Regions from separate parts of the Mus musculus genome. Here all the other regions are linked to region 1. The links are chromatin contacts, called in public HiChIP or PLAC-seq maps. All regions are on one chromosome and are shown on one strand. Each heading gives the region's core, a stretch centred on a gene start, on an enhancer-like site or on the middle of the called end of the contact. The rest is flanking DNA. Distances are from core to core; before and after follow the strand shown.

Evidence for each region. HiChIP or PLAC-seq counts read pairs in DNA pulled down with a chosen protein or histone mark.
Region 2: an H3K4me3 HiChIP or PLAC-seq map of embryonic midbrain shows a contact between it and region 1, with 6 times the contacts expected there. The contact joins the promoter of I730030J21Rik here to the promoter of Mettl7a1 in region 1. A contact is called at or near these places in 1 of 115 datasets of contacts at active chromatin or transcription factors (embryonic midbrain) and 1 of 9 other capture datasets (liver).
Region 3: a contact with region 1 is called in an H3K27ac HiChIP or PLAC-seq map of embryonic stem cells, with 7 times the contacts expected there. The contact joins the promoter of Smagp here to the promoter of Mettl7a1 in region 1. A contact is called at or near these places in 1 of 39 promoter capture datasets (cranial neural crest) and 3 of 115 datasets of contacts at active chromatin or transcription factors (embryonic stem cells, pancreatic cancer cells and stem cell-derived neural progenitor cells).
Region 4: a contact with region 1 is called in an H3K4me3 HiChIP or PLAC-seq map of the 230-238 cell line, with 11 read pairs. The contact joins the enhancer-like site here to the promoter of Mettl7a1 in region 1. A contact is called at or near these places in 4 of 39 promoter capture datasets (the C10 cell line, the HPC-7 cell line, cranial neural crest and 1 more), 4 of 115 datasets of contacts at active chromatin or transcription factors (the 230-238 cell line, bone marrow-derived macrophages, embryonic midbrain and 1 more) and 1 of 9 other capture datasets (liver).

What each region holds. Positions count from the first base shown.
Region 1 is chr15:100,302,709-100,307,833 of GRCm38.p6, forward strand. Mettl7a1 (methyltransferase like 7A1) reads left to right here and starts at 2,109. Exons shown (of 2, transcript NM_027334.3): 1 at 2,109-2,636. The coding sequence starts at 2,139.
Region 2 is chr15:100,729,645-100,734,769 of GRCm38.p6, forward strand. It overlaps I730030J21Rik (RIKEN cDNA I730030J21 gene), which reads right to left and starts at 3,093. Exons shown (of 3, transcript NR_045782.1): 1 at 2,896-3,093; 2 at 2,720-2,794; 3 at 861-1,240.
Region 3 is chr15:100,633,883-100,639,007 of GRCm38.p6, forward strand. It overlaps Smagp (small cell adhesion glycoprotein), which reads right to left and starts at 3,058. Exons shown (of 4, transcript NM_174992.4): 1 at 2,677-3,058; 2 at 2,305-2,373. The coding sequence starts at 2,338.
Region 4 is chr15:99,996,924-100,002,048 of GRCm38.p6, forward strand. It overlaps Larp4 (La ribonucleoprotein domain family, member 4), which reads left to right. Exons shown (of 16, transcript NM_001024526.2): 10 at 450-553; 11 at 3,913-4,125; 12 at 4,879-4,927. Among named protein-coding and RNA genes, the nearest start is that of 2310068J16Rik, 26 kb to the left of the region's middle. Within about 2 kb of position 2,633, at least 22 of the 459 cell types and tissues checked have an H3K27ac peak or open chromatin away from gene starts, as enhancers often do. A contact at or near this core is called in the 230-238 cell line, where this site is marked.

The sequences.
Region 1 (5,125 bases), core at 859-3,358:
ATCTCCAGTTGTCTGATGCAGCTCATCTGAGAATTAGTGTTGTTCTATTAGCTGAATACCATTCTGTAATGAAAAAAATTTTTTTTAAAACATGCAACTGTTTTGTTAATATTCTGAACGAGTCTAAGTAAATACATTTTTATTAAAAAAAAAAAATGAGGGCTGGTGAGATGGCTCAGTGGTTAAGAGCACTGACTGCTCTTCCAGAGGTCATGAATTCAAATCCCAGCAACCACATGATGGCTCACAACCATGCTTAATGAGAAACAAACAAAACAAAACAACCAAAACAACAACAACAAAAACCCTATGGGCCAGAGTGAGTGGGGCCGGAGCAAAAGTTTGGGGGGGTGGAGGGGGAAAAAATTAAGGTGGAGAAATTAAAACATTCTGCCTCTACACATATATGCATGTACTCCAGTACACCCATGTGTGCACACACACATGTGGAATAGTTGGTGTAATGTTCCTGGTTGGTTGGGTTTTTTTTGACAGGTCTCTCTCTTCTATAGTCCTGAGAGGAGTACTGTGGAACTCACTGTACATGCTAGGCTAACCTTGAACTCATAACATCTGCCTGCCTCTGTCAGTTCTGGGATTAAGCTGTGTGCCACCAGGCCAGGCTGTTGTATTTGTAACACGTGTAGGGTATATAAAATATGAGTAGACTTTAGCATATGTGTAGGGTATATTAAATATGAGTAGACATTAAAACCTTCATACACACCTCTTTTTGGATTAGGGATCAGTGACAGAGTATTTCCCTGGCTTGTGTAAACCCCTCAGTATCACCTATTCTACCTCCAAATACAAGAATTAAAACAGAACCCAGCTCAGCCAGTGCCTACCACTCCTGTTTCAGGATATGAGTTTTTCCCCTCTGCATGCTGCCGACACCTGATATGAATATCAGATGGCTATGCTAGCCTCAGGTCCATCTCCTCTGGAAACCAGCAGTGACTTTCTTGATCTGACTCGCTGAAGATTCTGAATAGTTTCCTAAATCTTCTAGTTATGTCTGTTCCCACTGTCATTCACACATCAAAAGCACTCAAGTCTTATGTAGAATCATAGAATCACGTTGACAGTTCTTAACTCGATTACCACCTGTAAGACCATATGTGAAATATGGAAGCAAACAATTTAAAAAGTAATTTATCTTCTTTGTGAATTTATGACTCAAAAAACAATTCCCGAAATCAGTGCAGCTGGGCATTGTGACAGAGATCTGCCATCTCAGCGCTGCTTGAGAAGTCGCAGAGGGATCAAGAGAATTCAAGGCCGGCTGGGGCTAAGGAGCAAGACCCAGAAAAAAACCCCAACCAAAAAGACTGGAGATTGAAGCTATTTTATAAAGCCCATCAGAAGCCAAACGGGGACTATCCTGAGCACCTCTACTTTAAATGGGCGGAGTTACATAATAACCAAGCATAAGATTGGCAGTTGCGTTTTAAACTGTCAAACAGCTCAAAACAGTGACACAGCAAAGATCCTTCAGATGAATAATTAACTTATGAAAGGCTCAGTTCAGAATGGGAACTGAGAAACTGTTGGGTGAGTCTTGGCAGGGTTTCCTTTCACTTCCTTTACACAAAAACAGGTTTTGGGGCGGTGTGTGGTGGGAAGAGGAGAAGGGAAGAATAAGCCTGCGATGAAAAGGGGTCTCGGCTGCCATCTTCCCTGGTGCGCTGACCTGCTCCTCTTCCTAAAAAAGGCTTGGGTGGGTGATGCGAAAGTACACACTGTGCACTAGCCAACCGCGGCCGGAAACTAGCTGCAGCCTCCAGACCCAAACAAAGCCAGGCAGGACCAGGGTCAGGGTTCAGGCTGCAACCTTCCAAAGGGATGGGGGGTGGGGGGGGAAGGTGGCAGTCTTGGATCACTGAGCCGGCCAACTGCTAGCCGGCCGGTGGGGTTAGGGTGGGGGTGGGATGGACGGTGTGGGAGTCAGGCCGCAATCGGAGCCCTACCCGGCTCTGCTATTTTGGTTCCCCCCCCCCCCCCCCCCCCCCCCCCCCCGCTCAGCCGGCGCCTCCTTCCTCTCTGATTGGCTCTGGAGCGAGGCCAGGAGCCTGCGCTCTCCTTCCCCAGGAGACACTTCTGGGGAAGCAGTAGCCCTTTCTCCTCTACTCGCAAAGATGACGCTTGCCGTCCTGGCCCTGCGGCTGGTGGTCTGTACCCTGGCGCTTCCCATGTTTCTGCTGAACCTTCTAGGCTTGTGGAGCTGGGTATGCAAAAAGTGCTTTCCCTACTTCCTGAAGCGATTCTCCGTGATGTACAATGAGCAGATGGCGAGCCAAAAGCGGGAGCTCTTCAGCAATCTGCAGGAGTTCGCCGGCCCCTCGGGGAAGCTGACTCTGCTGGAGGTGGGCTGCGGCACCGGAGCCAACTTCAAGTTCTATCCCCCCGGGTGCAGGGTCACTTGTATCGACCCCAACCCCAACTTCGAGAAGTTCTTGTTCAAGAGCGTCGCAGAGAACCGGCAGCTGCAGTTCGAGCGCTTCGTGGTGGCAGCCGGGGAGGACATGCACCAGGTGACCGATGGCTCTGTGGACGTGGTGGTCTGCACCCTGGTGCTGTGCTCGGTGAAGAACCAGGAGAAGATTCTGCGTGAGGTGTGCCGAGTGCTGAAGCCGGTGAGTGGCAGGAGTGAGGACTGGCTAGCTGCAGCTAGGAGTGAGGGTGCTCCTATCAGTTTCGGGTGGATTCTAAACCAAAACAAACAAACAAACAAACAACAAAGCAAAACAAAACAAAAATACCAAATGACTCCAGAAGAATTTTGCAAAAGAGAGTAAGGGCTGACAAATCAGAATCTAGAAAGTTCTAAACTGCCAAAGGGGGAAGAGCCTGTGGAGAGTTTAGATGTCAAACTTGGTAAAGAAGCTCCCAGAAACAGCTGAGGGGTCACCCACTCATTCAAACAAACAAAAAAAAACCTTCCAAGTCCCGGCAGGCAATGGGAAGCAGAGGCAGGTGGATCTCTGGAAGCTCGAGGGCTCGGTTGCCAGCGATGCACAGAGACCATGTCTCCAAAATAAAACAAGCAAAATTTACAGGTCACTAAGGATACTGGTTCTGTGTTTTGAAATGGGTCAGGGAAAAAGATGAGCAACTGGGCAGGAACCAGAGTATAAACTAAAGCAGACAATCATGAGACAGACTGTAAGGCCGTGTTTGCTTCGGACAGTCTCAGAGACTCACAGTCTATAGTGCTGGGGGCAGGGAGGGGGTATCTGGTAAGGACCCCCTCATACAGGAAGGGGCTTGGAAGCCTCATTGAGAAACATCAAAACATCAAGTGAATGCACTATCTCTATTAGAGATTCATCTATAGCTACACATATGTAAAACACGTCCACCCAAGGGTGCTCTCTTTCTCTCTCTCTCTCTCTTAAGATTTATTTGTTTTATGTATGTGAGTACACTTGTAGCTGTCCTCAGACACATCAGAAGAGGGCATTGGATAGCATTACAGATGGTTGTGAGCCACCATGTGGTTGCTGGGATTTGAACTCAGAACCTCTGAAAGAGGAGTCAGTGCTCTTAACCATGTCTCCAGCACCCCCTCCCCCACCCCCCCAAGGATGATCATTAAAGAAGCATTTGCAGTACTGCAAACTGGAAAGAGACCATGTGTGGATGGGAGCTTATCACCCTCAGGAACTCTGTAACAATTACAAACATCAAGAGCTGGGTGTGGCAAACCACACATAGAAACCCACTGACAGTCTCAGGATCTCAGAGGGTGAGAAGGATGCGAAGGCAAGCCTGGGCTATACACGGAGATCAAGGCCAGCCTGAATTATATAGGAAAATCTTATCAGAAATCAAAACAAACAAAAACTTTAAAAAAATCCACCCAACAGAAAGAAACAACAAACAAACAAAGCATTCAAGACGACTGATCTCTCCAGGCTAGAAAAGAGAAAGGTGCGGAGGAAATAATGTTAACCTGTTCACGACAAAGGTAGGAACAGGGGTTACAGCCAGGGAGCTGAACTCTGTGCAGCCAAGAGCAACAGCCACTTTGAGCCTTTCTAGTAGTCTGAAGAAATTCTTTGTACTTGTGACTATCAGGTTAAATGGGTTTGTTTTGAACAAAGCTGAACTTGAAGTGTGATAATCTTAATGTTTCAGCTTATTGATTTGAGAACTTGTAGGGAGGTGACACTGACACATATGCACACTCCCACATAATACAGTCATACATACACACATACACACTCACACACTGTCATACACACTCACACTCTCTCACATACATACATATACTCTCACACACACACACACTCACATACATACTCATACCTCCACACACACACACACTCACACCTCTCACTCTCTCTCACACACATGCACACACACATACAGGCACACACACACACACACGCACACACACACACACTCACATACATACTCATACCTCCACACACACACACACTCACACCTCTCACTCTCTCTCACACACATGCACACACACATACAGGCACACACACACACACACACACACACACACACACACTCTCTTGTAGTTTCCTGGGAAGAAAGCCTCAGATGCATCAAAGGCTTAGCACTGTCTCTCCAATGCAATGACAGACCAGTTAACAACTAGTAGGTAAAGATCTTTAGCCTGGCCTGGGGTGTACACACCCATAGCCACACCCATAGCCACACCTGGAGTGGGGTACACACCCAGAGTCTTGGTGCTGGGGGAGGGGAACAAACAGGGGGAGTCTCAAGTCAGAGTCCACCCTGGACTACATAGCAAGTCCCCCCAACCCAATCTTTAAAACACAATAAAGCAAACCAAAATTAAGAAAGGGACAGAGTCTTGGGGCCCAACCTGGATCCCTTCCTCCTCTGCCTGGCAACTGGGGCTTTGCCAGGTGCTTCTTTAAGCGATTGCTAATCTCACAGATGATGCCCTGGGCTGTCTCCCTTAGCCTCATAGAGCCAGGGCGTGGTGACAGCTGCAGTTAACCTTCCCACAGTCTCCTGAAGCCGAGGTTTACGATTTTGGAAGGAGGTTGCAGATTCAAAGATGATAAGAAATATACAGCCAGGGCTGGAGAGATTACTCGCTCCGGTCGGCCTGCTCACTCAGTCCCTGCTCGCTCCTGCC
Region 2 (5,125 bases), core at 1,843-4,342, 430 kb after region 1:
GCTCGGTGGCGGAGGGGCTGCGGACCTCAGAGCCCGAGGCCAGCAGCTCTCAGGGCGGGCTGGGCGGCAGCGAGCCCCGAGGCTCTGTCCCAGGCGTCTGAGGTTGTGAACAGATAACTTCCCCTCCCATCTAACTGCCAACTGGCAAGTGCCCGGCCTCACCCAGCCAAATCCCAGCCTCAGTACCTAACTCCTGCTATCCAAGGGTAGGGTCAGTGGGAGGTTGCCGAGTGAGGTTCAGAAATGCGGTCCGGACACGCAGAACACCTTCGAGGTGGTTAGAAATGCAGATTTAGGTTTGGCACAATCCTAAAACCTAGCTCCGGAAGGCGGAGGCAGGGAGATCTTGAGTTCCAGGCCAACCTGAGCTACATAGGAGATCGCGTCTCAATAAATACAAATAAATATATAAATAACAAAAATTACTTAAACTCGCGTCTGATTCTGAGTCGTCCTGCCACCTAGACAGTGGCTGCTCATGGGTTCTGAGCCTACCATCCTGACGTAATTTTCTTATCCTAGTTCTGAATTCCTGGTGATTTGGAAACTTTCTTTTCGTGTGGTTTTAAAGAAGGGTTTTATTTACTCATTTATATGCATGTGGCCCTCCTAGCACACAGCCAGAGGTGTAATCCCTCAGAGCTGGTTAGAGGCAGATGCCTGGCTTTACAGGGGTGATGGGACCTGAACCCCGAGCTATACAGCAGTGAGCAGCAATTGCTCTTCACCAACAAACCATCTCTCCAGCCCTCATGTGTGTTTTCTGAGAAAGAGTCTCAAGTGGACAAAGGTAGTCTTGAACTCCCTACATAATATAGTTGAGTTTTGGCTTTTTTAAAAAAAAAAAAAACTACTTTATTAGGTTCTTATACGTCTACCTCCCGACTTTTATTACAAACCCCAACAGTAGGTTGGAGAGAAAGAAGTTAGAGGAGAAAGGGGGTGTATATAGACTACTTCTTGATGATTAGGGGTTCTGGTTCTCTGGGGCAAGATAGATAGGTATAGACACACACACAACACACACACACACACTCATTCCCACAACATAACTGGGTTTTAAAAGAAACCAAAATTCTCCATAGACTCGAGGATGGCCTTGTGCTCCTGATCCTCTGGCCTCGGCGTCTGCAGCTCTGAGATTACAGAAGTGATGTACCATGATCCCCAAGTTCGGATGCTTTCTGGTAGACATTGATCCCAGCATTTCGGAAGCAGGAGGATGCAGGAGGATCTGTGGCTGCAGACAACACAGTGAAAGGAAGCTTGAGATGAATATCGATACTCTGCCTCCAAAAAACAAACAAACACCACGGGGGGGGGGGGGGGAAATGGAATGGATCTTTCTGTTTTGGTTGATGTTAAAATGGCTTTGCAGTTTTGAGTCTCTAAGGCTCAGGGGCCAGGACCCAGCACCCCTGTCGTTGAATTGAGCGCTCAGAGGGGACCAGAGGCATTCTGGGAAGGCCAGGAGATCACAGCGGGGAAGTTTACTGAGCTTGCTTACTTAGGTGAAGGGTGACACTTTACCAGGCTTTGGGATCACCAACATTTCCTGCTGCAGATAATGGGCCGCCGCTGTCTTTGCTTCTCGTCCCTTGGGTGTGAGACTCGGTGGTTTGGCCTTTGCTCCCACCTCCCTTTCACTTAGCTCTTCGACCTTCAGCACTGTGTGATCTTAGTCAGGTCCCAACTTGACCTGAGGGACCTCAGACTGCTCCAGGGTAGGCTCATGACCTCTTACTCTGCCTTGGAGCGTGAAAGAGACTGTTTGGCTTTTCGAGGAGTGCCAGCCGATGTGTGTACCTCAAATTCTGAAGCTGTTATTAATGAGTTCACTTTGGGAATAAGAAGTTGATTAGCGTTCATTAGTTATGGGAAACAAAGGTTTCATTATGACACTTCGTAGATGTATATATAATGCACTTTGATCATTTTCAATCTGTTTCTTTTAGTGATTTGTGTGTGTGTGTTGTACATGCAGGTCAGAGGTCATCTATCTATCTATCTATCTATCTATCTATCTATCTATCTATCTATCTATCTGATTCAGAATCTCTCTAAGTAACCCTAGCTGTCTGAGAATTCATTATGTAAATCAGGCTGGCTTCAAACTCAGAGATCCACCTGCCTCTACCTCTCTAGTGTGGGGATTAAAGGTGTGAGCCACCCCCCCTTTCATTTTTGCATTTCAAGAAAAGGCCTCCTGTAGCTAGCCAAGCTGGTCTCAATCCTCGTGAGTCAGCCTCTCAAGTGCTGGGATTAGACAAATGAACCACCATGCCTGACTATGATTTTAAAGGTGACTTAAGTCTTCATAATGACTAGCTGTCTAATTTGGAGGTGCCTGCTGTAGACTTATCCCTAAAACACTGCGTTCTCTCCTAGCAGGGGTTGGGGAGGGCTCCCTTCCCCACTGCATGGGAAGGTTCTGATGCACCACAGGGCAGAAGGGGACACCCTGACCTCCGCTGGTGGCAGCCCACTTAAAATTTGGCTTTCATTAATTGAACACGGTGACACACACCTCCAATCCAAGCAGCTGAGAGAGGGAGACAGGAGGATCAGGGTTCAAGGTCACTGTTGGCTAAATAAGTTTGAGACCATTGTGGGCTGCATGAGACCCTAACTCAAAAAGGGGGGAGGGGCATCGATGTGTCTCAGCAGGTGAAAGCACTTGTGCAACCTCTGATCCCTGAGTTTAGTCCCCAGAACTTACATGGTAAGAGAATCGATTCCCAAAAGTTGTCCTTGTTCTCCACACAAGCACCCACACTCACTCACACCCACGGTACTAATAAAGAAAAGAAAAGAACATGATTTCTGTTAAATGACAAGTTTATATGTGTACTAAATAAAGGGAAAATCGGGCACCAGGACAAGATGCCTCCCAACCTGCTGTCCGGCTCCTGAAGAAGTCATCCACACATGCTCACAACCATCCTTAGGCACTTCTGAGGTGGCAGGCTCAGATTCTCTCAGCTGCAAGGACTTGAGATGGGCCTTCCTAGAAGCTTTGTAAATTTCATTATCTTCCCGCACAGGCTGCTGTTTGTTGCTCTACCATTTAGGTTCTGGTTTGGAGTGCTCTGCACTTCCGTCTCCTTTTTTCTTTTTTTCAAGGGGCTTCCCCACCATAGCGCAGGAAGTTCAGTGAGGAGCAGATCTGCTGAAGCAGAGAGACAAGGCAGCTTTGTGAGCTGGTGACGTCAGTTCTGCCCCTTATGGCTCCCTTCCTCCCACTCTCAGGCCCTGGAGAGAGACAGCGGCTTCTGAGTGTGGCAGACTCAGGGGAGGGGAGTCTTGCCCTTCACAGAGAGGGCTAGCCTCTTATCCAGAAACACTTGTGGGGGCCAGGCGAGGTGCCTCTGTGGGGAAAAGTACAATCCCAATGAGCTGAGTTTGATCCCCAGATACCACACCAGCATAGGCCAGAAATCACAGAAGTGTGATGATGTAGGTTAGAAGTGCGGACTGGGTTAAGGGCACTGACTGTTCTTCCAGAGGAACGGAGTTCAAATCCCAGCACCCACATGGCAGCTTACAACTGTCTGTAACTCCAAGATCTGACGTGCCCACATAGATGTACATGCAGGCAGAATGCCAGTGCACATAAAATAAAGGGTAAATAAACTTTTAAAAAAGTCAGGAGGTTAAAGGTCGTCTTGACTGCAAAGTAAGTTTGAGGCCAGCCTAACAAAACCAAAAATCTGAAGCCAGTGGCGTATACTGTAATCCCAGTGTCTGGGAGTTGGAAGCAAGAGAGATCCGGAGTCCTTGGCTACATCCAGGCCAGACTCAGGAACATGAGACCCTATCTCCAAACCAAACCAGAACCCAACTCTAAAACAACAGCCAAAACCCAAAACAAAGTGCGGTTTGTTTATTTTTTTAATGCTTTTAGTCTCTGGTAAATAATAAACAACACTACCTTCTAATCCTACAGTGTTGTTGGTGGCTTTCTCCTTCCTTCCTTCCTTCCTTCCTTCCTTCCTTCCTTCCTTCCTTCCTCTTCCTTCCTTCCTTCCTTTAAAGATTGTTTTGTTATGGTTGTTGGTGCTTTGAAATAGGGTTTTTATTTATATACAACTCAAGCTGGCCTAGAGCTGCTCTGTGGTGTCCACCAGAGATGACTGCGCACACACAGTTTAAACCGATACGAAGTCTATTAGCCGGCCCCGGCCAGCAGGACACTGGGTGTTATAACGAGATCCCTGTGTAGCCAAGTCTTTTCTCTTTAAGGATAAAAACCACATTCTGTTGACACATTTCAGTTAGCAAGAACAGTTAGCTAGAAGCAGAACTACAGAAGCCAAAGCAAGGTTAGTACGCTCTGAGACTTTCCCAGAGCCGTGGACTTAGGTGGATTAGGTCTGTTTTAGTTGCAGGTGGTGCTGTCTACGGGCTGAGTTTCACACTCTGGATGGTGCTTCCATCACGGGGTCAACTGTGCTAAGATCTGTGGCCCTGTCACAGGGTTACATCCTCCTGCCTCAAACAGTGGGGTACCACCGTATCTGGCCTCTAAATACTGTTGAAGTCTGCTGTGCTGGCCTCTGTGTGAGCACAGGTACACGGAGATACAAAGACAGGCAAGCCTTCGCTCTTTTCTAGATCCCAGTGGTCAGACTGGGGAGCCTGACGGTTATAAGAGGATTTAAGCCTGGGTAGAGGTCAGTACTAGAGTATAGCAAATGAGATATTTGTCTTATGTGGAAAATTTAGGGGGCAAAGTACCCAATAATCAAGAGAAATGTGTATTTATATATGTGAGAGACAAGGTTTTGTGCAGTTCAGGTTGGCCTGGAATTCATTATTTAGACAAAGATGTTGTTGAACTTGTGATTCTCCTGCCTTTTGCTTCCAGGTGATAAGATTGCAGGCACACACTACCATGCCCTGCCGAGAAATGATGTTTTAACTCAACATGTTAAAAATATGAGCTGGCAGTGATAGTGTACACACTTAACCCCAGCACGTGAGATGCAGAGGCAGGCAGATCTCTGAGATCTCTGAGTTTGAGGAGTTCCAGACAGCCAGGGCTGTTACACAGAGAAACTCTGTGTTGAAAATAAACAAAACAGGGCTGGTGAGATGGCTCAGTGGGTAAGAGCATCTCACTGCT
Region 3 (5,125 bases), core at 1,808-4,307, 330 kb after region 1:
ACCTGGGAGGAGGCCACTGTGAACCCTGGGTGGCATGGGGTGGGGTGGGGTGGCCAGACCTCCTGAGACAGGGTTCTGACGGACCGAACATGGCCAGCAGCTTGATCCACAATAATCTCAGGGGCCTATGACAATGTCTTTTAGTGATTTTATTTTAGTGACTTAAATTTCCTTTAAAGTCAAGGTAATAAATAATACTAAGATTGCCATATCAACCAATTAGTTATTCATTACAATATCTTCATCCATAAGTACTCATTGTTATAGACATAGACATTATTATATTAACATTATATTAATGCTATATACAAGGTCTTATCTTGGTGGCATTGAAAAACATATTTTAAACTGTTTGGGGTTTTTTGGGTTTGGTTTATTTTATTTTATTTTATTTATTTATTTTAGGGAATCCTGGCTGATCACTAGCCGTCTCTCTTGTGCTTGGATGTATGCTCAGACCTAGTGGGCAGGAAACTGTGTGCTGCATCCTACAAGTCCACCCACCCAGGACACTTGTTGAACCAAGAACACACAACTCAGCAACAGTGTAACACTATGATTTAAAAACATGCAAGGAGCCAGTGAGTTGGTCCCCAGGTGAAGGCACCTGCTGCCAAGCCGGACCTGAGTTAGAAACCCAGGTGGTGGAAGAAGAGAACTGACTCCAGAAAGTTGCCCTTTGACCTCCAGCATGTGCAAGCTGAAGAGGGGGGACAACACACAAGTGCACACAGACACACATATGTACAACATGAATAAATAAATGTTTAAGAAACAGACATAGTGCCGAGCAGTGGTGGCGCACGCCTTTAATCCCAGCACTTGGGAGGCAGAGGCAGGATTTCTGAGTTTGAGGCCAGCCTGGTCTACAAAGTGAGTTCCAGGATAGCCAGGGCTATACAGAAAAACCCTGTCTCGAAAAACAAAACAAAACAATCAGAAACGGACATAGTCTCCAACAAGACACTTTTCTCCAGATGTCCAGGTGACCAACAAGCACACAAGAACATGCTTGGACATCACTAGTCACTAGGGAAACAAAGTCACAACGAGACACCATCTCCCACCCACTAAGACACTAGTGCCACACTTGCCCTGAATAACACACACCTGTTAGAGAGGGTGTGGAGAAATCAGAACCTTTGTATGCTGCTGGTGGAGATATAAATAACACAGCTACTAAGAAAAACTCTATCATGGTTCTTTTCAAATATATCAATTGCTATATATTAACAACAACTCCACTTTGGGATATACATCCAGAAGAATTAAAAGTAAAAGCAAATGTCAACCAGAACAGACGGCATGGATGTCCCTTGAAGTATTGTGCTAGATGAAATAACCAGACGGGAAGGGGTAAACACTGAGCCTCACTTCACTCTTCTAGAGACTTTGTTGCAAAGCTCGCCTCCCACTCCAGAGCCTTTACCCACCAGCCTGAAGGGCTGTCCTCCGTTCCTCTTTGCCCACCACTTCTCACCAAGCAGCAGTCTGAATCACGTGCTCCACTAGTTCCAGGAGAAACTGCCTCAGATTTTGCCTTCCCCGGGTTCTCCCTCCCCGAACTTCATATCAGCAAAAAACAGTGTCCCTCAAAGTGAACGTTTGTTCTATACATAAGAAAACAAGTTAGTTCCTCCCACACCCAGGCTGGCACAAGGTGAAACCAATTAATATGTAAATATCCGTCAGCGCGCCAGAACCAGCCTGATTAGGAAAGGAAAGGTGAGACTCAATTCACCACCTGGCTCCTAGAATTTTTAAACACACCCCACATCCCTCTAGCCCAGGCTAGACTTAAATTCACTATTTAGCTGAGGATAACCTTGAGTTTCTGGTACTCCCGCCTCTACGTCCCAAGTTGCAGGGACTGCAGGCACAAGCCATCAAAATGGGTTTCATCTCAAGTTCTCTACCAATTAAGCGACATCACGAGTCCTCCCGGTTATCTTTAGAAGATTCCCTTTCTCCTTTACTTAACTACTGGGGTGAATGTAAAAATGGCTCCTTTGGGCATCAAAGAACTTCCTAAACCCAGGTGACTCGCAGTGCTTGGAATTGGTCCGGTCCAGACTTGAGAATAAAATAGCGCAAAAGGGCACACTGAAGTTGAATTCTGTTTTCTTGGAGCTTTTTCCTGCGTGAGGCCCGACAGCGGGTTGGTAGGGGTAGGGTGGGGTGGAGTGGGGTGGGGATGGGTGAGTCTTCCAGTCTACACTGAGTGAGGCCTCGCGGAATTCCAAGACCTGTTCTGGGGTGGGAATTCTTAAACAGCCCCCCTACTCCATAACTTTCATCACCTACCTTCAGGAGAAGGTGTGGCCGGTAGGTTGTTCATCGTTGCTGAGGGCAGGCTATTTCGTAGGGTCAGATCTGTGGGAAGAAGGACGGACAAGAATGAGGTGGACGGGCTCCTGAGGTCGCAGGGCTTGTAGATCCCAGGAGAGCCTCGGGCGCCAGGTTTTCCCCGAGTCCCTTCCCCTGGATATATCCACTCTCTTCCTTTCGGTTCTAATCAGCTTCCATAAACAAATCCTTCCCCCAAGAGCTGACCCTGGTCGCAGGGTCGGGGAATGGGTGGCGTTGGTGACCCTTTCCCCAGGCCTGGGAAAGTTAAGCAAGGGTCGGCCCGGTTGCGCCCATGAGCGATCCGGGTCCCTTAGCCACCTGCATTACCTGGGCTTCCAGGGCCAGGAGCCCCGCCGAGCCGTCCGCTGGGTGCGCCCCGCTCCCCGGGGATCCCGCGTGCCCCGGGCCCGCGCCCTGGCCGTCGAGTGTCCCTGCAGCCGCGCAGTACCCGTGCGGGTCAGGTCGCAGGCGCGCGGCGGCCGAGTGCGGGCTCCGGGCTTCCGCGCAGCGCGCTCACCTTTCCAGTCCGACGGGCGGGCAGGGCCGGGCGCCGCGCGTCCTTTTGAACTCGCCGGGGTGGGAGCGGCCGAGAGTCGCCGGAGCCGCGCCCGGGACCCCGCGCCGAGCGGCCGCCGAGCCCGGACCGCGGTGGGAGGGACAGGAAGGAGCTCGGGGCCGCCCTCAGCAGGTTCCCCCGGGAGGAAAGGCCACTGTCCGGAGCCGCTCCGCCCCCGTGCCGGGCTCGGCCGGGGTCGGCAGCGCCAGCTGTAGGGCGAGCGAGGGGCGTGTCCCGCGGGAGCTCAGTCACGCGTGGGCCCTCTGGAGTCCGCGACTTCGGGGCGACTTAGCCGAGCACCTCCCGGGGCCACCTGGACCTTCCGCGTGCGACCTTCCCAGGAGGCGGTGGAGCGTGGAGAGGGTAGGAGGTGTGGCTGTGGGCTGTTTAGGATTAAAAGCTCCAGCGTAAGTGCTTGCCAGCTGGGTGGCTGTGGGCACATTCCTGAACACCTCAGTAGTCGGTTTCCTCATCCCTAAAATGGGGACTGAAAGTGGCAATTCCCGTAAGGCCGTTTTACAGCCTTGGTCCTAGCCCGAGGCAAGCGCCTTGATTTAAATATTCATCAGTGCTGTACTTTAGCAGCAGTTGGACTCACGTCAGTGACAGGAAATGCTCCCAAATTAACTAGAGGAACTCGTTGACTAAGAGGCAATAATTCTATATAACAGGCTCTGGAGGTGGTCCCGCTGTGTAAGCTAGCGCAGGTTACTTCTGATTCTTTGGGCAAAGCTGTGTGAACTCAGGGTTAGGGTTATTGCGGAGCTCCAATGAGTTGCCTAGAACCTCACCTAGCACATGATAATGTGCTCAAAAAACACTGGCCAGGTTACCTGGGTAGCTCACTGAGGGTCGGACCTGACCAACCACACTTGGCTTTCATGTCTTTTTTTTTTTTTTTCTTTAAAATATAACCTTTAAAAGTTGCTTTGGGGGGCGGGGGAGGGGGGGAGAGGGGTTAGCTGGAGAAAGGCTCCCAGTAGTTCACAACGTCCTGTGATTCAGTTTCAGGAGATCTTGATGCCCTCTTCTGGCCTCCACCGGCACCGGCAGGCTCACTTAAAACTTTGCTGGGGCTGATGAGAAAGCTTAGTCAGTGAAGATACCTAACTGCCTTGTAAAGCTAACAACTGAGTTTCCCAGAAACCACAAGCTGGCCTCAGGTTAGGACCCACTGCCTCAGCTTTGGTATTGCTGGCACGACAGGTTGGCACATGACACCCAGTCTATACCCAGACGCAGCCTGTCAACACTGTCCAGAGTCTGGGGAGCAGGGACTCAGGATGCGTCTGTGTCAGACCTCCATAAGGAGTCAAGTGAATCGATGATGGACACGGTCTCACATGGACAGCCAGTCTTCTCCAAGAGTGAAACTTAAGCCTCGGAAACTGAAGCAGCCATGCTTTTGTCAACAGACCTCTAGGGACCTCAGGGCAGACAAGAGACAGGTGACATTTATCTTCGCCTGGCTTTATTGGCTTCCTTGTGCTTCTACTGGGGTGGCCGTGTTCTGTGTCCTTGCCTTTTTCCTGGATGATGTCTGGGCCAACTGTTCAGTTCCCGGCTGAGACTGTCCACACTACCCAAGCATGTGGGCCCTTTCCTTCCCCCTTGGATGCTTCCTTGGGATCGCAGTAAAGTACCATGTTCACAGCGTAGTGCATTTTCCACTCTAGCTGTGCCTCTGTTGTAGCAGTTACTGACTTACCCCCCACCCCCATCAGACAGGAAGTCCTACAACTTGGACATGGCCTACTCCCCCAAAGAGTTCCCATTTTATTGGGGGGGGGAGAGACAAAGACAAAGCAAACCCCATAAGCAAAAGGCTTGAACTGGGTTTCTCCAGACTTTTTTTTTAAAGACAGCAGCACCTGTATCACATAGCAAAAGCTGACCTTGAAGTTCTGGTCCTCCCACCTCCGAGGACTGATCTTGGCAGGTAGGTGTCTGCCCACCTGCCTGGTTTATGTAGTGCTGGGGAATCAAATCCAGGCCTCCGAGGATGTTAGACAAGCATGCTACCAACTCAAGTGCCCGTGCAGCCTGAGGGTTTGTCAGATGGTGGACCTGGAGCAGAGGTGCCTCTATTCCCAGCCCGTTCTTACCCTTCCATGACACCCTAGTTAGCCTGGAGTAGTGATCCTGACTGCCACAGGAGGGAGTGCCTGGGGGAGAGCTAGAACGGGCAGAGCCGGCAGTGGGGTTATTTGAAAATCTCTC
Region 4 (5,125 bases), core at 1,383-3,882, 310 kb before region 1:
TCAGTATAGACATATTATAAGGATTGAGCAGTTAGTGTCTACAATTGATTCTTTACATTTTGCTAAGTGAATTAAAGAAGAAAATAAGTCCTTTGTGATTGATTGATTGATTGATTGATTGATTGAAAGAGAGTCTTACTATGTAGCACTGGCTATCCTGGAACTCCTGTGTAGACCAGGCTGACCTTGAACTCAGAGATCTGCCTGCCTCTGGAGTGCTAGGACTTAAAATGATTCCCAGGTGATTTTTTTTTTTAAAAATAACTTCAAGTTGCAAAATTTTGCCATGAAAGTGTTTTGTCTGTAACAATTAGTGATGTGTTGTTATAATAACAATGTGTTGTGATGTGAGCATTGCAGAAGTGTGTGAGAGTTCTCTATTGACTTGTTGACAAAACTGGTGTGACGATATTTCACCCTTACCATTAAATATTAACATTTTCTTCTAGGCTCCCTTTCCCAATGGTAGTTTTGTGAATGGCTTTAGTTCACCAGGATCTTACAAAACAAATGCTGCTGCTATGAATATGGGCCGACCATTCCCAAAAAATCGGTAAGATCAAAAAAACAATAACTGAAATTTATTTTTAAAAATTCACAGTAATTCTGGAATGAGGAATTCTGTTTTCTTTTTCGGCGACCTGCTTTTTTTTTTTTTTTTTTTAAGATTTATTTGTTTTATGTGAGTACAGTTGCTGTCCTCAGACACACCAGAAGAGGGCATCAGATCCCATTACAGATGGTTGTGAGCCACCATATGGTTCCTGGGGATTGAACTTAGGACCTCTGGAAGAGCAGTCAGTGCTCTCAACTGCTGAGTCGACTCTCCAGCCCCTTTATTAATTTTTATTTTAAAAAGGTGCATGAATTATTCAGTCTATAATTTTAAAGATGCTTTGTGGCCAGAGTAATAATAGATATAAAGGGGTGAGGATTTTAGTGGTTTCTGCTTGCTCTTTTATTATTTTATGAGTATGGGTGTTTTGCCTTCTCTCTCTCTCTCTCTCTCTCTCTCTCTCTCTCTCTCTCTCTGTGTGTGTGTGTGTGTGTGTGTGTGTGTGCGTGTGCGTGCGCGTGCGCGTGCATGCCACTTTCACTTTTGCTGCCTGAGTAGTCCAGAAGGCCTGTGTCCCCAGAACTGGAGTTTCAGAGGATTGTGAACCACTGTGTATTCTGAGAATTGCATCGGGGTCCTCTGAAAACACAATCAGTACTCTTAACTACTGAGCCATCTCTCTACCCCCCAGTTTATTTTTAATATGAATTCTGAGGACTAAGTTCAGGTTCTCATGCTTATATGGTAAGCACATAACCAACAGTTTCCTCACCAACACACACATAAAATTTTAGGTACTGATCTTTGCAAGTGTTTGTCTTTAAAAATATAGGTCCAGGGAGGTTGGAGGGAGCACCACAGACTGTTCTTCTGGCCCAGCCTCATTCCCACATGGTGCCTCACAACCATCCAACTCCCTCTTCTAATCACCACCAACATACTAAAAACTATAAACAAACCAGACCCGCAAGGCTGGCATGTCACTTAGTGGTAGCATTGCCTTGCTTAAGGCCCTGGGTTTTAATCTTTCCACAATAAAATGAGTGTGTTCATGATACATACAACCATGAATATAGTGGTTTGGTTTTTTTTTTTGTTTTTTTTTTTTTTTAAAGATTTATTTATTATTATATGTAAGTACACTGTAGCTGTCCTCAGACACACCAGAAGAGGGAGTCAGATCTCGTTACGGATGGTTGTGAGCCACCATGTGATTGCTGGGATTTGAACTCTGGACCTTCGGAAGAGCAGTCGGGTGCTCTTACCCACTGAGCCATCTCACCAGCCCCAGTGGTTTGTTTTAAGAGACAGATTTTTATGTTGCCCTGGCTGTTCTCCAACTCTCTTGTAAACCAAGGTGGCCCTGAACAAAAGATCCACCTGCTTCTGCCCCCTAAATGTTGGGTTTAAATTCTGCCACTGCCCAGCCATATGCCTGTGGCGTGAGATGGGGGGTGGTCAACGGGCAACTTTGAGAAGTCAGTTTTTACCTTCCACCCTTTTGAGGCCGGATCTCCAGGCAGTTTCAACCACTGCATATATCTAGTCTAGCTGGCCCTTGGGTCAGTTCTCTTGTGTCTGCCTCCCATCTCTCGAAAGGAGTACTGAGATTATAGATACTACTACATCTGTAGTTCCCGGATGTGTGGGTTTCTAGGATCAAACAAAATCCTAGCAAACAGAAACATGATAGTTTTCCACTACCACCAATTCTTGTTTTCTTCTTGCTTCTAAGAAGTGTAGGTTTAGCCAGGTCCTTTTCAGTTAAGGCTTCAATCTGTTTAGTTTAGTTTATGTATATTTTGGTCATTTGCATTTTCTCCTGGGGAAAAAGAGAGAGATGGCTGTCCTATAACTATGGCTTCTGCCTCTTTGGGTGCTGGGATTAAAGGTATACACTAGCAGTTTTTGTTTGTTTTTTATGTATAAGTTTGTGTTTGTTGGTTTTCTCAAACAGGGTCTCTAGCTTAGAGGCATATAATAGGGTCAGGAACATGTTCTCCCACTCCTTTCCTCTACCTCTAGGATTCCTGATTCATGTCTAGTTTCACACTGTTTTACAATGTCTCTATTGCCTCTGGACAGCCTGGTGATGGTTAGAACCCCACTAGAGAAGATAGGACTAACTTTCACTTCTCCTTTCCGTTACCACTTCTTTTTTGTGTTTTTGTCTGTTTGTTTTCTGTTGCCTGGACTGTAATTGTTAAGTCCTTCTTGGTAAGATTATGAGATCTGAGAGCTACTTAAAGGTAATAAACTTGTGTTTTAGCTTTATTACAATGCATAGTGAAATAGGTTTCTGAGCTCCATGTAAACATTGTAATTTACCTTATCAAGTTATTTTCAGCAAGATAGGTGACCATTTTTTAAATGCCCATTATTAAAAGAATATACTGTAATTTTCGTTGCTATAAGATATTTTTCTTTTCTCTTTTTTTTGGTGGGGGCATTGGGGTGTGTGATTTTTTTTCAAGGCAGGGTTTCTCTGTGTAGCCCTAGCTGTCCTGGAACTCATTCTATAGACCAGGCTGGCCTCGAACTCAGAAATCTGCCTGCCTCTGCCTCCCAAGTGCTGGGTTAAAGGCATGCACTACCACTATCTGCCTTCTGTTTTTATTCTGAAGCATAATTTTAGACTGAATTTTGTTTATCAAGACAGAGTTTCTTTGTGTAGTCTTGGATGTCCTGGAACCCGCTCTGTATTCTAGGCTGGCCTCAGACTCACAACTCTGCCTGCCAAATGCTGTGATTAAATGCAACAACCACCCTGTTCCCCTATTCTTTTTTGGGCATCATTTTTTATCCATAAATATTTAATGGTGCAGATAATTACAAGTTTATGTTTTTGATATAAATATATAAAAAGAAATACAATGTTTTTAGTTCCCCTGTACTATAATGCATTTTTTTATTCCCATTAGTGTGTTTACTCTTGTTCAGATACCTGGTATAGCATCGCTAATAAATCAAAGCTTGCTGTCTTTGGTTGCTTGCTTGGTTTCTTTAGATGCCAGCTAAAGTCCTAACAGTGGCTTAGTTGTTGCTGACACAGAATCTATGAAGCCTTGGCTATCCTGGAACTTTCTGTAGACTAGGCTATGCTCAGAATTAAAGAGATCCTCTTGAGATTAAAGCTGGGCCACCACACCTTGTACTGACTGTTTTTAATATTGAGGTAGAAATAGCTTGATCTAAAATTTCAGATTTTTTTCCCCAAGTTTTTCCACATATATTACTCGATGTGGAAATTACTTAATTTTTGGGATAGCATTTGAAATGTAAATGAAGAAAATACCTAATTTAAAAAATTAAAAAAAAAACCATAACATTTATTTTTGTGTGTGTGTCTTTTTTAGTGTGAAGCCTCATTTTAGGTCATCCAGTGGTTCAGAACACTCAACAGAGGGCTCCGTGTCATTGGGGGATGGACCACTGAGCAGATCTAGTTCAAGGATCTTTCTTTCTGAACGGCATAACCCAACAGTAACAGGGCAGCAGGAACAAACTTATCTTCCAAAGGAGGCTCCCATTTTACAGATGGAACAGAATGGGGACTTTGGAAGAGGCAGGTAAGGACATATGTGTGTTTAGTTATTTAATTGCCTGACGTGGTTCTCTTTGAGTTCAAGCCTAGCTTGGTCTACAAACATAGCCAGAACAGAGAAGCATTCCTCAAAGCAAGAAGAAGAAAAAAATTAATCATAACATGCTTATCTTGAGTGTTTAAAACAATCTGGTGATTTTTATGTTTGTTTGTTTTTAATGTGGTTATCTTAAATGAATTCATTGTTTTAATGAGTTAGTAGGATTTGGGAAGGGATAGTTTTAGTTTGCACAGATGTTCTCAAGCATCCTACTGAAGTTATGTACTATCAGGGGTTTTTAGGGTTTATTGGTTTGATTTCGTTTTAACCCATACCTAGCCTGGAATTTGCCATGCAGAAACTATGCTGGCCTCAACCCTCAGAGCCATCTGTCTCTGCCAAGAGTGTTGGGATTAAAGGTCCAGCTCTGCCTTCTGGTTCGAATTTCTTCCAACTTCTCAATTGTAAAAGTGGAATTGTATTTTGTCTACTCTGCCTGGATTAGATGCTAAGATGTTTCTCATGTGGAAAGTGTTACTAATACAAGTATGCCAGACTAATGCTGTGGTGGTTATTCAGGAAGTTTTTGTGGAGTAGCTCAAGATCTCTTCAAAGGAATTTACTTTCCACTTAATATGGAGGAATAGCCCTTATTTTAAAAATTTAGATAATTTAAGTAGAAATCTGTGATGGGACATATTTTTAAAATTTTATGTGTTCTTCCTCATGTGTTAAAAGGCGAACTCTCTTCAGAGGCCGAAGGCGAAGGGATGATGACAGGATCCCAGTAAGTATTTTAATCTTGAAGTATATCTTTGGAATTATTTTTCCTTTTGGTCTGTCTTTCCTTTCTAGTTTTGTTTTCTTCATTAGAATATTCAAAGAATAATTGAGCCTGAGATTGATCTGAGAGTTATTTAAAATAAAACCTTCTTGTGCCTAGTTAAGAGTTTGAGGGTATATTATACATCAAACATTTTACATG